Linked DNA regions of Rattus norvegicus: all the other regions are linked to region 1. A link is a contact called in public Hi-C and HiChIP or PLAC-seq data. All regions are on one chromosome and are shown on one strand. Each heading gives the region's core, a stretch centred on a gene start, on an enhancer-like site or on the middle of the called end of the contact. The rest is flanking DNA. Distances are from core to core; before and after follow the strand shown. Region 1 holds the start of Sh3bp4 (SH3-domain binding protein 4). Region 2 has its middle 110 kb from the start of Sh3bp4. Region 3 has its middle 98 kb from the start of Sh3bp4.

Evidence for each region. Hi-C and Micro-C count contacts between places; a contact is called where the count stands out from the background. HiChIP or PLAC-seq counts read pairs in DNA pulled down with a chosen protein or histone mark.
Region 2: a contact with region 1 is called in an H3K27ac HiChIP or PLAC-seq map of oligodendrocytes, with 9 times the contacts expected there. The contact joins the enhancer-like site here to the promoter of Sh3bp4 in region 1. A contact is called at or near these places in 7 of 12 Hi-C or Micro-C datasets (the A7r5 cell line, Schwann cells, frontal cortex and 3 more) and 1 of 1 datasets of contacts at active chromatin or transcription factors (oligodendrocytes).
Region 3: a contact with region 1 is called in a Hi-C map of liver, with 4 times the contacts expected there. The contact joins the enhancer-like site here to the promoter of Sh3bp4 in region 1. A contact is called at or near these places in 2 of 12 Hi-C or Micro-C datasets (both in liver).

What each region holds. Positions count from the first base shown.
Region 1 is chr9:97,105,776-97,110,504 of GRCr8, forward strand. It overlaps Sh3bp4 (SH3-domain binding protein 4), which reads left to right and starts at 2,102. Exons shown (of 6, transcript NM_022693.4): 1 at 2,102-2,277.
Region 2 is chr9:97,220,012-97,224,740 of GRCr8, forward strand. No RefSeq gene overlaps it. Among named protein-coding and RNA genes, the nearest start is that of Sh3bp4, 110 kb to the left of the region's middle. Within about 2 kb of position 2,815, at least 15 of the 93 cell types and tissues checked have an H3K27ac peak or open chromatin away from gene starts, as enhancers often do.
Region 3 is chr9:97,007,941-97,012,669 of GRCr8, forward strand. No RefSeq gene overlaps it. Among named protein-coding and RNA genes, the nearest start is that of Sh3bp4, 98 kb to the right of the region's middle. Within about 2 kb of position 1,966, at least 12 of the 93 cell types and tissues checked have an H3K27ac peak or open chromatin away from gene starts, as enhancers often do. A contact at or near this core is called in liver, where this site is marked.

The DNA.
Region 1 (4,729 bases), core at 852-3,351:
TGTTTCATAAGCTTTTCTTCTTTTGAGACGGATTCAGTCTAGTAATAGATCTAAGCTGTCTTTGAATTCACAATCTTCCTGCCTCATTTAGCAAATACTGGAATTAAGGTATATGACACCTAACCCAACAGGCCCTTAAAAAAAGATTTATCTATCTATCTATCTATCTATCTATCTATCTATCTATCTATCTATTTATTTTGTGTAAATGAGTGTTTTGCTTGAACATATGTCTGTGTACCACAGGTATGCCTGGTGTTATGAAGGGCAATCAGAGGTATCAGATCCCCTGGAACTCCAATTAGAGATATTTATAAGTTGCCATGGGGGAGCTAGGAACCTCTGATCCATCTTTCCATTCTCCAAGACAGGGACTCACGCATCCCTGGCTGACCTAGAATTTACTATGTAGAGGAGTATGACCTTCAACTCTTGATCCTCCTGCCTCTACCATCCTTCAATCCCCTTTCCTCCACCTCTTGAGTACAGGCTTGAGCCACCACATTTCCCGTTTATTTGGTGCTGAGGATGGGACCCAGAGTTTTGTGCATGTTGGGCAAGCGCGCTACCAACTGAGCTATAACCCCAGCCCAGCCCACGTCCATTCATGCTTTCCTTCTCCCTCTTTCTGACATGGTTTAGACAGAAGTCGTTTGGAGTAGCAGCAGTACAAATAGCTAATACTTAGTGACTGCTGCTTTGTGCTAGACCCTCCGCTAAGTCATAAGCTCTGTACTCATCTAGGTAAGTGACTCGCACAGAGGCTGGCTCCTGACATGCCCTCCAGTCTGGATGCTTTTGTTACCTCCACCCCTACCTCCTCCAACCAGGTAAGTCACCTGCACTTTTAGAAGACTGCCTCTTTACAGCTACATTTAAGGAGTAATTTTTTCCATGTTCTAAGAGAATAAGAAATTCCACCACGAGTGCAAGGATTGATGGGAAGGGGAGCATAAAGAACATGGGAGATAGAAAACTGGCTAGAATTCTGACTCTGACGCACACCCCCTCCCATGTGATCTTGCTGACTATGATAATCTGCATTAACATCTGAAGTCACTTTGAAAATAAGAACGGTAACTGTGGCCGGCGATTATAGTGAGGATGGACTCAATGGGCTGCTGGATTTGGATCTGTGACAACATTAAAGATGATTGCTACCGGCTCCAAGTGGCAGCCTTCCTTCCCTGCCCTCACCACCACCGCAGTCAAAGGCTGATTTGACCTCACTGAGGCAATCAACCCTACAGGCCTCTGTCTGCTCCCGTGAGATGACTCATGAGAGTAGCCAAGCTTGGGCTGCTTTTGCTCCGTTGCCTCTCAGTGTGATCATTCACTGAGCTCGCACGGAGCCTCTACTTCTGTGTGTGAGCCTAGGCAAAGGAAGTGTAAATATGCTGACTTGTATTCTGTTGCAGCCTGCCCAGTGGGCAGCTCTCCTCCCCTTGTAGTAGTTCCCTAAAGCTGAGTTGTTGTTGTTTTTTTAAAATTCTTCGTTTTACTGCTTAACCTCTCCCGGGAAGGTTCCCCCCAAACCGAGCACCGGAGGTCTCCATCATCTTTGTTCTTCTATAGGTACAGGGGGACCCCCCGAGCCTTCAACCCTGCTCCCTCAACTGGCGCTGTTCAGGAAGGAGACAAGGAGGAGTGTTGGCGGGAATCGCGCCGGAGCAGTGGAGGCGCCAGTCAGCCAAGCCTTTTTCCCTAAGTAAATCAGCCGCTCAGTCGTCCCCGCCCATTCAGAACGCCCCGCCCCCTTCAGCCAGGCCCCGCCTTTGCTAAGAACTGCCCTCCCCCAGCTCCGGGCACAGTCCCTACTCGCTCCAGCCTCAAATTGCCCACGCCCCTTTGAGCACGCCCTGCCCACGTCTGCCCCAGTATCGTCTAGGCCCCGCCTCTCCGACAGAGACTCCTCCTCAAAAGTGCGAATCCGTCCCGGGTTCCTACGCCCAAGCCTGAGCTTGACCCCGCCCCTCTCCCGCCCCGCCCACAATTTTGGCACCGCCCCTCCCGCGGTCTCTGCTTGCGCTCCGCCCTCCTCGAGCCCGCTGTTTGCGCCCCGGCCCCGCCCGCGCTCGCGCCCCGCCCCGGCCCAGACCACCTCTGCGCCCGCCGGCGGGGGCTGAGCGCTCTGGGCCGTCGCGGTGTCTGGGTACCTCACCACCTCCGCTGCCTCGATCGCTGTGACTGTGGTTCTCGGAGCGGTGCGCGCCCCCGGCCGGGTGAGCCCCACAGGACAAGGGAGCCGCAGGACCCGTGGGGCGCCATGCGAGCCAGGTAGGAGCCCGGGGCCGGACGGCGCACTCTACCCCCTTGCGCGCTGTGGCTTCGGGCAGCATCCCGGACCCAGGGGCGCGGCTAGCCCCGAACAGCTCCGAACCCCTTGAGCTCCCGGTGCCCTGCCCTCTGTGGTCACAGCCTGATCCGGGCTGCGGATCGTGGTCGCTAGGGCCTGGGGCGCAGGGAAGGCGGAGAGGGGTCGCGGCGCCACCCGCGTGGTTCTGGGGAGGAGCGAAGAGAGAGCGGCTCCGGGTTAAACTTGGTGACAATGCACATTTCAACTTCTTCGGATAGCCCTCCTGGAGGATGAAATTGAAAACTCCAGTTTCTGTCTTGGTGATCGAGTGACCGCGCAGCCCCGAGGTGACAGCGCCGGGGTGTGCGGGTGGGAGCGGTTAGGATAGAGGAGCGTTGTTCTGCAAGTGCTGTTTACCGGGAAGCCGCCCTGCGCCGCCCAGTGTGTCTTGTTAGAGGGTTTGGGGGCCAGGAGGCTCCCCGCTGGGATCTGGCGTTGTAGTGTGCAGGTTTAGGGAGCTTAGTGTGTACTGTGGGGCTGGCTGGCGCTGGCCCTTCCCCGGTGTGGGGCGCTTGCAGATGCCGCGCGGGAGGAGCGGTGGAGAGCAGGCTGGCCGCTCTGCGTACGCAGAAGGTTGTGGAGCCTCGTGGATCTACGAGATTGGAAAGAGAATACCATGCTGGGCTTTATTCATGTTTATTCTTCCCTTGTTAGTGCAGCAGATTGGTGTTCTGTGATTTAGCAGCAGAAATAAAGTTCGTATAACTTTTGCTCTGATTATAAAAGCAATGAGTGCCCAGAGCGGAAATAAACAACACAGGAGATCTACCGCCGATCCCACATTCGTTGGGGTGGGGGTGTCACAGCCTTGTAGATTTAATCATTGAATTATACCTGGCGCCTCCTTGCCTAATCGGGAGAAAACCCTTGCATGAAACCATCCACTCTCTACCTTTCTGATTGTCTCGTGTCCAAAGTTTGGATTTTTTGATCTGCCTTACCACAAAGGCTGTTTCTGATAGTCACGAGTGCCCTTTTGATGTATGGGGTTTCCCATAAGATGGTGGGTACAGATGGAGAGAAGCGGGGACCCGGTACCTCAGCCCAGTCCGTGGTTTTGGTGTCGAGCCTTGTAAAAATGACAGTAATGATTCTCAATCTGCTTCCTAGGCTACCATAAAATTTAATGGATGGTTTGCAGAGCGTTTTTGGCATCCTTAGACGGACAGCGGCTGTATTTCAATGTGCTAGGGAGCATTTAGCTGTTGTACAGTGTCATCTAGGTAGCTAGGTAAAACAAGCTACCTAGAGCTTGGCTCTCCTGCCCAGGAAGCAAGATCTAGGCAGGCCTCAGGGATCCCCAGAGCACACTCGATTCTCCTGTTGGTGCAGGCGAAGCCCTTCAAAGTGAGAGGCTTGGAAGTAACTGGTCTTCTCAAGGATCCTTCCTGCAGCATCTTTTGGACTTGGGCGGGGGTGGGGGGGGTGTCCTAAAGTCAGGGGGCATTGGTGCCTGGGACATGCAGAGCTGTAGAATGCCCTGTAAATGCCTGCCCAGGTCACCCTCCAAGAGAGAACAGTTGGTCCTGGGAGGACACATGAAGTGAACAACCTGGTTTCCCAGCGATTTGTTTTCGGTCTCACGTGTTTACCGATTGAACAATGACCGGCTCCCAAGCTGGCTGCAGAAATGCCAGCAAGGCCTCTGTGGACTTTCCTTCTTTTCCTGTTGTCCCCAGGATCTGGCACCAGGCTTTACTGTTCTTAACGAACAATTAACAGGGATCCAGACCGAGAGGTGAGGCACAGGCTGCCTTTTGTCCTTACCCAGTCTCCCCGCCCAGAGCCAGAGTCAGGCTGGAAGCTTTTCTTCAGGTTCCTGGTGACCCTTTGATAGTTTTGTTTCTAATTGTTGCTCCCACCAGCACTTTGATGTGTCCTAGGTCTGGTTGCAGATGCGAGCTCAGACAGGGCCTTGGAAGGGTCCAGAAAGCTGGCTGGATAAATTGTTTATGAGGCACCCTTCGCTCTGGTTGTTGTTAACAGAAGTTGTGTTGCTAATTTTCTGGGTGGGAGTAGAAGGGGCTGGGGGTGGGGGAATGGGTCTTCCTAGAATTTCTCTTTTGCCGGTTGCTAATCCAGCAGCAGGCTGGAATTATTCCCCTCTGGGCTGTTTGCTTAGACTTTCTTTTTATTCTAATGTTGGTTCTAGTCTGATAATGAGATAGGAGGATGAATGATGAATGGGGTTTACACCCTCGATTCCTGGGAGGCCTCTTGGATTTGAGTCCTCTGTTCCCAGCCAATTAAGAGCCTTTGGCTTTCTGAAGCCAAAAGGGGTGTGTGTGTGTGTGTGTGTGTGTGTGTGTGTGTGTGTGTGCGCGCGCGCGCGCGCGCGTGTTCATGTATGCGTGCGCTTGTCTCTTGGGGAAG
Region 2 (4,729 bases), core at 1,565-4,064, 110 kb after region 1:
AAGGAAACTCAGACTGCAGCACATGCAACCAATCAAGTATATGGCTTGAATATAAGGCAGGGACCTTTCAGAAGAAGGAAGGAAGAAGACAGAAACTTTAGGATAGAAGTCTTCTTTGATTTGACACTCAAAGCAGATTCAGAAAGGGGGAAAACAAAATCAACGCAGTCGAAAACAAAGAGCACTGCATTTATTGGGGACTAATTGGGATTGCAATCTAGGAAAACACAGGCTTCAGCGGCCTTGAAAAGAAGTCTCTGCGTTAGCTTTGAACCTCAGGGGGTTGGCGATGACATCATCTATTAGTCAGGGGTTTGTAGTTAAGCTCTTAAGAAGGGCCTCTGGCTTACTTGGTGGGTGGGAGCGAGTTGGAGGGGGGCGGTTAGTATGGGGGCTGTCAGAGGTGCTTCAGTGCTGAGCTATCTTCTGGGTGGGTGCTCTTGGCTTCATGACAGCTCCTTAATTGTCCGAACCCAAGCACCTCCATTTTGAATTCTTCTTCCTTGAAACCCCCTTCACAGACAGGCTTGAGGAGCTGAGATAGGAGGACTGCAAGTTCAAAATCAGTCCTGGGTTACAGGGCGAGTTCAAGGCCAGCCTGGACAGCTTCTGGAGACCACATCTTAAGATTTTAAAAAGGGGGAAAAAGGATGGGATGACTAGTTTTATGTCAACTTGACACAAGCTAGAGTCATTTTAGAAGGAAGAGCCACTGAGAAAATGCCTTCAACACACGGACCTGTTCGCAAGCCTGTGGTGTGGGTTTTGTTTTTTGTTTGTTTTTGATTGACAACTGAATTGGGAGGGTCCAGCTCATTGTGGGTGGTGCCAGCCCAGGGCAGTTGATCCTGGGTTATATAAGCAGGCTATATAAGCAAGCAAGCAAGCCAGTAAGTAGCATTCTTCTGTGACCTTTGCATTAGCTTCTGCCTCCAGGTTTCTGCTTTGATTTCCTGCCCTGATTTCCCTGAATGATGAACTACAAGCGATAAGCGGAAATAAACCTTTTCCTCCTCACATTGCTTTTGGGCAGAGCAACAGGAAAGTTAAGTAGGACAGAGAGGTGGGGGTATAGCTCAGCAATGAAGCGCTTGCCTCAGATTCTCTGTGCCCTAGGTTCAACCTCTAATACTTACCCAAAGAATAAAAAATATAAATAAGTATATAAACTGACGTTAGAAATGGCCTGTAAGCAATCAGGCACTTGTTCCGCCAGCCCAAAAAGGACCCTGCAACAGTGTTGACAATCAGGCACCTTCCTAACCAGTCCCTGAGGGACTTGGGACAAGACACGTCATCACTAGCTGCCCAGAGGAGACACATTTCCATATTACCCCTGTCATGTCCTCCTGCACATGCGCTATGGCTCCAGCCCTTCCCCCCACCCAGGCAGCCTCTGTACCTCTTTCTTTTAATAAACCTAATAAACCCCCACGTGAGACCTGTTGCATGTTGTGATTTTTGTAGAACCTGCCACTTAGTTCCATCGTGGCCAATCCCAAGTTCATGTATCATGATTCCAGCTCTTGGGAGAAATTGACATCTGTGTCAACTTCCCAACAGCTAAGGAAGAGTCCCCAGTTCTCAGGTTCTGTGGGGGCAGTTGACATCCCTGCCACAGCCAGAGGACTAGACCATTTTGTATAAGAAGCCAGCACCAACCTTAGTGTAAAAGGCAGTTTAAGGAGTCCATTCTGGGCCACTGTCGAAGACGCCCTATCACACAAAAGCGTCAATCTGTTCTGTTCAGCCTATCAAAGTTCATGTGTCAGGGCTACCCACACATTGTTTTTCAGAAAGGGAATCCACATTTCCAGCCCTAATTCTGAACCAAGAATTTTTAAGGGGCAGAGAAAAACCTCTGGATTAGTGTTATGTATCCAGAAAATTAAATTAACTAAAGCGTTGGCCCCTGAGGCAGCCAGAGAATCAGTTTCATTTTGTAAATCCAGATCTCCAATAGCAAAACGCATGCTCTGTGAATGGAGCCCCCGTGACTCTCTTCCAATCCCTTAAGCTTTCTAAAATCATTATGTATTACACCGATAAAATAATTTACCCAGAGCTAATTCGTGGTGGAATGGTATCTCAGTGCACAGCCATTTTCTTAGAATAAAGTACCATTTCTTAAAGACAACACAGTGGTCAAGGCAAACTTAGATGGGATAATTTATCACCTTCTCTACTGTCACGGAGATTTGCTTAACAAGTGGGTCTTTGGCTCAAAGTCAGGTGACTGAGACCCCGGAGTTGCAGAGAAAACCAAGCCAGCCACGTGGTGGAGCATCAAAGCATAGATTCGGAAAGGGGGCCTCTTGTGTACAAAATTCCTTGGGAAGGATTTCCCATCTTGTAAGAGCATTTAAGCAGCCAGGTCTCAGCACCACACCAGGTTGAATAAATAAACAAGCCTCGGAACATCTGCTTCCTGGCTTAATCCCATAGTTTGGCCCCGGGGGTGGGTTTTTTTATTATTATTATTAATTAAAAGCCGAAGTATGTATTCTTTCACCATGGAATTTTCAAAACATCAAAAGTACACAAAGAAGTTACTAGAATGGCTTTGATCCCCCCCCCCCCCCCGCCAGGGCATTCAGCACTGAAAGAGGCCAGAGGTCATTCAGGGGTGGAGGGATCCAGAAGCAACAGGTTGAGACTAGAAGAGAGGTGGGGGCAGGCTACAGGCAAGTTCGGCCTAGAGGGGCTTTGAAGGTAGAGGTTTCTGGAAGCCTAGGAGTTTAGCTACTCCCTCAGCAGCCCGGGAGGAGGCAGATAAGCTGAAATCACATTCCAAGCACGTCATCTGGAATGGTAAATATGCTTAGCAAAGTCGGCTTCAAAGAGGGGTCTGTATCTTATCTGAGTGAGGAATTGCTGAGAGTTGAGGAACCGCTAAAAGCCAGCCCTGTTACAGATTTCTCTGTCAAAATTTCTATCAGAAATTATGTCAACATTGCCCTACAGAGAATCCCAGTGGCCGGCTGTGGGAGACAGATTGAAGGGTTGGAGAGATGGCTCCCCGGATGAAAGCACTTACTTAGTGCTCTTAGAGAGAGGACCCCAGTGGATTTCCATCACTTAATCAAGATGGCTCACAAACGTCCCAAACCCCGGTTCAGAGGGATCTGGCGCCCTCTTCCGGCCTTTGGAGGCACCGCATGCACACAGTCCACTTACATGCACTCAAATATTCATACAGGGCTGGAGAGATGGCTCAATGGTTAAGGGCATTGACTCTTTTTTTCCATCACCCACATGGCAGCTCAAAACTGTCCAGAAACTCCAGTTCCATGGGACCTGACTCCCTCTACTGGCCTCTTTGGGTACTAATCAAGGAAAGCTGTGCAAACATGGTTGGCAAACACACACACACATAAAAAAAAATCCTCATAAAACAAATGAACCTTAAAAGAAAATGAATGCCTTGTCATCAGACTCTATGGTATCCTAGAGTGCCCTGTGACAGCAGATGAATGGTGTGGAGTCCCCTCCCCTAAAGGACGAGAGACCCTTTCCAGATCAGATGTTTTAAGATAAGATGGCATATCTAGGTGGCCTTGAAGATCCACAGCTCCAAGGAGTCGTCAGATGACCACATGGCTGGGCCTGAACTGCAAGTGAAGCCTGGGAGAAAGGTCTGCCTTCAAGCCTGGGAGCCTTTAATTGGCCCTCAAAGCAGGGTTAAATCAAAAGATCTGTTCTCTTCTCAAAGACAGTGCCATCTGCATCTGCATCTCCTAGGAGACTCTAAACACCAGATCTTGAGAGGCTAGGCACTTCTTCCAGGAATCCTCTGCAGCAGAGTTGAGCAGGAGATGTGTGAAACACCATTTGCCTGCAGCTAGACTTCTCTGTTTGCCTTTCACAGCAGACAGATAAGACTGGAGATCTAATCAAGACATGTTAAGTAGCCAGAAAGGAAGACAGTCCCAGACACTTCTACTTGGGACCTGACTCTAAGCAGCTGAAGATAAGAGGTTCAACCAGTCCCACTGAGGCAGGGTCTGTGGGAATCAGGGCTTCTGTTCAGGGCTGGGGCTGGGTGAAGCCAGTAAAGAAATGTACAGCAAGCACACTCCGGAGGAAGCAGCTTGTGAACAGAACTTCCCAGCCAGAAAGTGATAGGGCCCCAGGGCACTGGTGGAAGCCAAAAGGGTGGATCGCCTGCTAGCCAATCAGACAACAGAGGCTCTGCATAGATCTCAGCCTGGGTCCCTGGCTGAGCTGCTTGAACTGTGGGAATTCAATGTACTCACCTCACCTGTCCCCTCTCCTCCTGTGTTAATGACTGCTCTCTTACCTAGGGTCTTTGCTCTTCCGTGAACCATCCATCTACTACTAGACCTTTGAGATTCTTCCTAGCTTTTCCTTCCTTTTAAATAATACATATTATGGGACCCCAAAACCCCAAGTAGCACACATTGTACTCATGAAACATGATCATAGCCACCAAACATTGGGGAACTCAGACACCATGGATGCAGTTCCTTCTCTTGCCATAAGGTGGAGATGTTTTAAATCCAGCCCTCACCTGAGGCCTCAGGTCCATGAAGAAGCTAAGATCTGGACTTGGGCCCCACAGCTTCTTTGGAATGAGGAACTAGACCCTCTCTCTCTCCCCTCTCCCCTCCTCTCCCTCCCTCATCCTCTTTCTCTCTTCTTTGCATCAGTTACTGCTTTGTTTCCTTTTTTTGGAGACAAGATCTCAAACTGGCCTTGACCCCCCCAT
Region 3 (4,729 bases), core at 716-3,215, 98 kb before region 1:
TATGTTTTACATGTGTGTGTGTATGTGGGGGGCACACATGGATATAGAGTACATGTATTCATATGTATATGCATCTGTGTACAAGCAGAAGCCCAAAGTTCATGTGCAGTGTCTTCCTTCTTTGCTTGCCCTCCCCCTATTCCTTGAGGCAGGGCCTGCCAATTGAACCCAGATCTCATCAATCAGGCTGTCTACCCTAACTAGCTTGTCAGGAGAATCTCACGTCTATGCTGGGATTACAAATGGACTGCCACACCTGCCCAGCATTTATATGGGTGCCATGGGTCTGAGCGCTGGTCCTCATGTTTTTATAGCAAAGGGTTTGTTCACTGAGCCATCCCCTTGTCCCTAAAACTGTGTGAATTTCCACAAAGACCTAAAGCTACCTATTTACTCCATTTGGATAAAGATCTTCCCTCTTGAGGCTATCTGAATTTCCCATCCACTTCTCTCCTCCATAGTAGATGTCCCAACCACACTGGCTGCATTTCCTACTATATGGTGCCAGTGTCACTTGTATAGGATTTCTGCCTTCATGCCTAGGGCAGACCAGGATCTTGATGTCACCTCCTGACTCAGGATAGAGGCTCAATTGAATAAGGGAGAACAGCATTTTATACCTGGCTTTGTCTTGCTCCAATCAAATGCCCATAGCTGGTTAATATAAGAAGCAAGCACTTCTTGGCATGACACAGTCATCTGTACTTCCTTCTTCAAGGGCCCCTCTGCTTCATCATAACTCGGTGGACACACCTCATTCTGAGATAGGGCAAGCTGATAGAACCCTGGGGTGACCAATGATGGCCTGAAACAGGTATGCATGAAGTGCAGGTATAATCCTTTGTAGGGGAAAAGGAACCATTTCTGTTCACCAAAATCCCCTTTTCTAATTTTTCCTTGAGTCATTTGGAATCCAAGCACTGTAATGGTTAATGCTTACTGTCAATTTGACAGAATCCAGAATCACCTGAGAGCTGGATCTGTAGGCATGCCCGTGATGGTCATCTCAATCACATTAACGGAAATGTGCCCACTGTGGGCAGCACCATTCCCTGGCTGGGATTCTGAACTGATAGAGAGCTGAGAAGCAAACAACACTCTCTTTCCTGAGCAAGCTCCTGCCACCTTGACCTCCCTACCATGATGGATCCCAGCACCCAGCAAGCAGAAACATGGTTCCTCTCTATCAGCAATCTGGCTAGCTAGGGGGACTGATTGGTGAACTCTAGGTTCAACTGATAGAGTCTGGCTTAGTGAATAAGGACAGAAATGGAAGACATATGGATATCAACTTTGGACCTTGAATTGAAAATTAAAATAAGCCCTTTCTCCCTTTAGTTAATTTTTCCAGGGTATTTTATCACAACAACGGGGAAAGAATCAGGCCAAGCGCCTTCCATGTTATCCCAAAGATGCTAATCTAGAACTGACCAGTAGTGACTTCTGAATGTACACACAGGAACAGAAGTCCTTCTCAGTGCACCGTATCAATACTAAATGCCAAAGGATCATTGACTTAAAACAGTCCAAACACACGTACATACTTGTGAAATCGAAACTGGCTATTTTTAAGGCCTGGTTTTCCTTACTCAATAATGATTAACATTCATTTAAACCGAGGTCGAAGTTCAAATATTTGCAGCCCATGCATCGTCTCTCTTCTGTCAGTTTTTGTACAACCCACTTCCCCTTGCACAATTCAGAGGACCTCCAACTCTACCCCGAGCAAATGCCCCACCTCCCCCACATCTTATTGCAACCGATGTCATAAGAGCACTGACCATGTGGAATCCTCTCCCTCGAGCCTTATTCTAGAACAATGACTCCCACGAAGGTCCAAGCTAAAATTAGAATTAGGCATGTTGAATTAAATCAAGGTTTGGCGAAGAAGCAATTCCTGCCTCCCCTATTTCAACTCTCCAAATAAACAAAGAAGCCACCCAAGGCATGCGATTCTTTCTTGGCAAGACTGCCCGCCTGGGTCACTGGCCATGCTTGTGAATCAGAGGTAGTAGCATCCAGTCCTCAGCCAGCTGGGTTTTCCCAATGCAACACCCACGCCCTAACTTAATGATTAACCATTACCCATTCCTCCTCCTCTCACCACCATTCCTCTTTAGTGAGGTTCAGAGTTATCCCACAGATACTTACGTTGAGGCAGATGTGAGACCCAGATGAGAACACCCCTGAAGAGAAGGAAATGAATCGGTTTGGCAATGAGGGACGTCAGTGCATATGTGGTACAGAGACATCATTATGTCCATTACTCCCTCAAGGAAAGTGTGCAAAGGAATCAAAGAGCAGGAACGCTTGGCTGAAGAGACATGTGTGTCTCTTCCACAGGATGTGTCTATTCCCTGACTCAGAATGAGCTAGTCTCTGAGGGTGTCCATGCACAGGTCTTACGGATAGGGAGCTCTGATGCACACACAAAGCCTTTGTGACTCTCTCATGTATGTTTGTCATGAGCAGAATTTAGATGGGGACTGTCAGGTTGGGTGAATAAGCTTGATGTGCAGAAATACCGGAAGCACTCAGGAAAGGCTGGGACTGAGGAGATTGCTTGGCCAATAAAGCACTTGTTGCCTAAGTATAAGGTCCTGAGTTCAGATCTGCAGTGTACAAACATTAAAAGCCAAGCATTCTAGTTTGCATTGCATTGCTGTGAAAAACCACCATGACCAAAAGCTACTTGGGGAAGAAAGAGTTTATTCATCTTTATAGCTTATAGGGAAATAGGAACGGAATCCAAGCAGGAACCTGGAGGCAGGAACTGAAACACAGGCCTTGGATGCTTCTTGCTTGCCCTCTGATGTTTACTCTCCTTGCTTTCTTATAGCATTTAAGACTACCAACTCGAGGATGGCACCACCCGCAGTGGACTGGGCCCTCCTATGTGCAATATTTTTTTTTAAAGATTTATTTATTTATTATATATAAGTACACACTGTAGCTGTCTTCAGATACACCAGAAGAGGGCATCATATCTCTTTACAGATGGCTGTGAGCCACCATGTGGTTGCTGGGAATTGAACTCATAACCTCTGGAAGAGCAGTCGGGTGCTCTTAACCGCTGAGCCATCTCTCCAGCCCTCCTATGTGCAATATTAATCAAGAAAATGTTCTATAGCATTGCCCACTGGCCAATATGATGGGTGCAATTTCTCAAAAGTTTGTGGCTGGCACATTAGATCTGGGACAGATGTTGCTGGAGACTCTGCTTTCTGGCATCCCCCTTGAGAAATATCTTAGTTAGGGTTTTATTGCTGTGAAGAGTCACCATGACCAAGGCAACTCTTATAAAGAAAAACATTTCATTGGGGCTGGCTTATAGTTTCAGAGGTTCAGTCCATTGTCACCATGGGGGGGGGAGCATGGCAGCATGCAGGCAGATGTGTGCTGGAGGGGGCCAAGAGTTTTACATCTTGATCCTCAGGCTGCAGAAGGGAACTGTCTGCTACCCTGAGCAAACATTATCATATGTAAGACCTCAAAACCCTGCTCCACAGGGGTTCACTTCCTCCAACAAAGGCCACGCCTATTCCAACAAGACCACACCTCCCAATAGTGTCATTCCCTATGGCCAAGCATTCAAACACATGACTCTATGGGGGCCAAACCTATTAAAACCACCACAGAAAACTAACCAGCACACCAGGCAAGAGAACAGATGCCTTCAATCCCAGTGCTGAGGAGGAAGGGAAAAGAGCTCATTGACCAGTCAGTCTATCCAGGACAGGAATCCCTTGGACTCAAAATGTAAGATGCAGAGCAACTGAAAAGACACTTACCATCTACCTCTGGCCTACACACACATGTGTACCCATGTACACATGCACACACATAATCCATGTAGGCACACACAAAGACCAAAGAGATCATAACCAAAGTTATTTACTTCAAAAGTTCCTCCTTGAATTAGCTGACTTCCAATTACCTCTGTCTTTTATATAGTCATTCATTCATTCATTCATTCATTCACTCACTCTTCAAGTTGTTTCTTGAGTATTTACTATGTGCCAGATGACATTTTACCAGTAGCTTTTCTCCTGGAACTTATTACATTCTAAAAAGGAATAGCTCACAGAGAATAAAGTATTACATGAAATTATGTTCAATTTATTGGGCACAGTCACAGTATAAAGTCAAATGTGGAAAGAGCTGGCATTCTTCATCTTTCCAGACAATAACTGGAAATCTGAGTCTGAAAAATGTTTGCTCCCTTTTGTCTAACAATATTTACAATTTCCCACAATTGAAGTCATCTTTAGAAACACTAATTACCTTGACGTATTGGGCAGGTTAACATCATTTTACTTTGCCTTTCAACTATTATGCAAATGATTTCCCTTTGCTCAAACTCGTCTCTGAAGACGATGTGGCTGAGCTGGATCTGAGGAAACTGGGTGCGAAAGTCTTCTATGGTTTGAATAAGCGTCCCCAAAGGGCCTGGGTGTCAAAGATGTGGCCATAGCCCATGGCACTATGGGAGTGAAGCACTAGGAGGTGGGACCTGGAATGAAACAGTAAGTCATCCAGAGTTTTGGATCCAGAGTTTCAGTGCTGGGGGAAAAAAATCTCCTTGTGGTCAGAGAGACAGCTAAAAGTTCAGTCCATGGAACCCATGTAAAAATGCTGGGGGTGGTACTGGGGAGAAGATAAGAGCACTTGTTGCTCTTCCAGAAGACCTGGATTCAGTTCCTAGCAACCACATCAAGTGATTCATAAC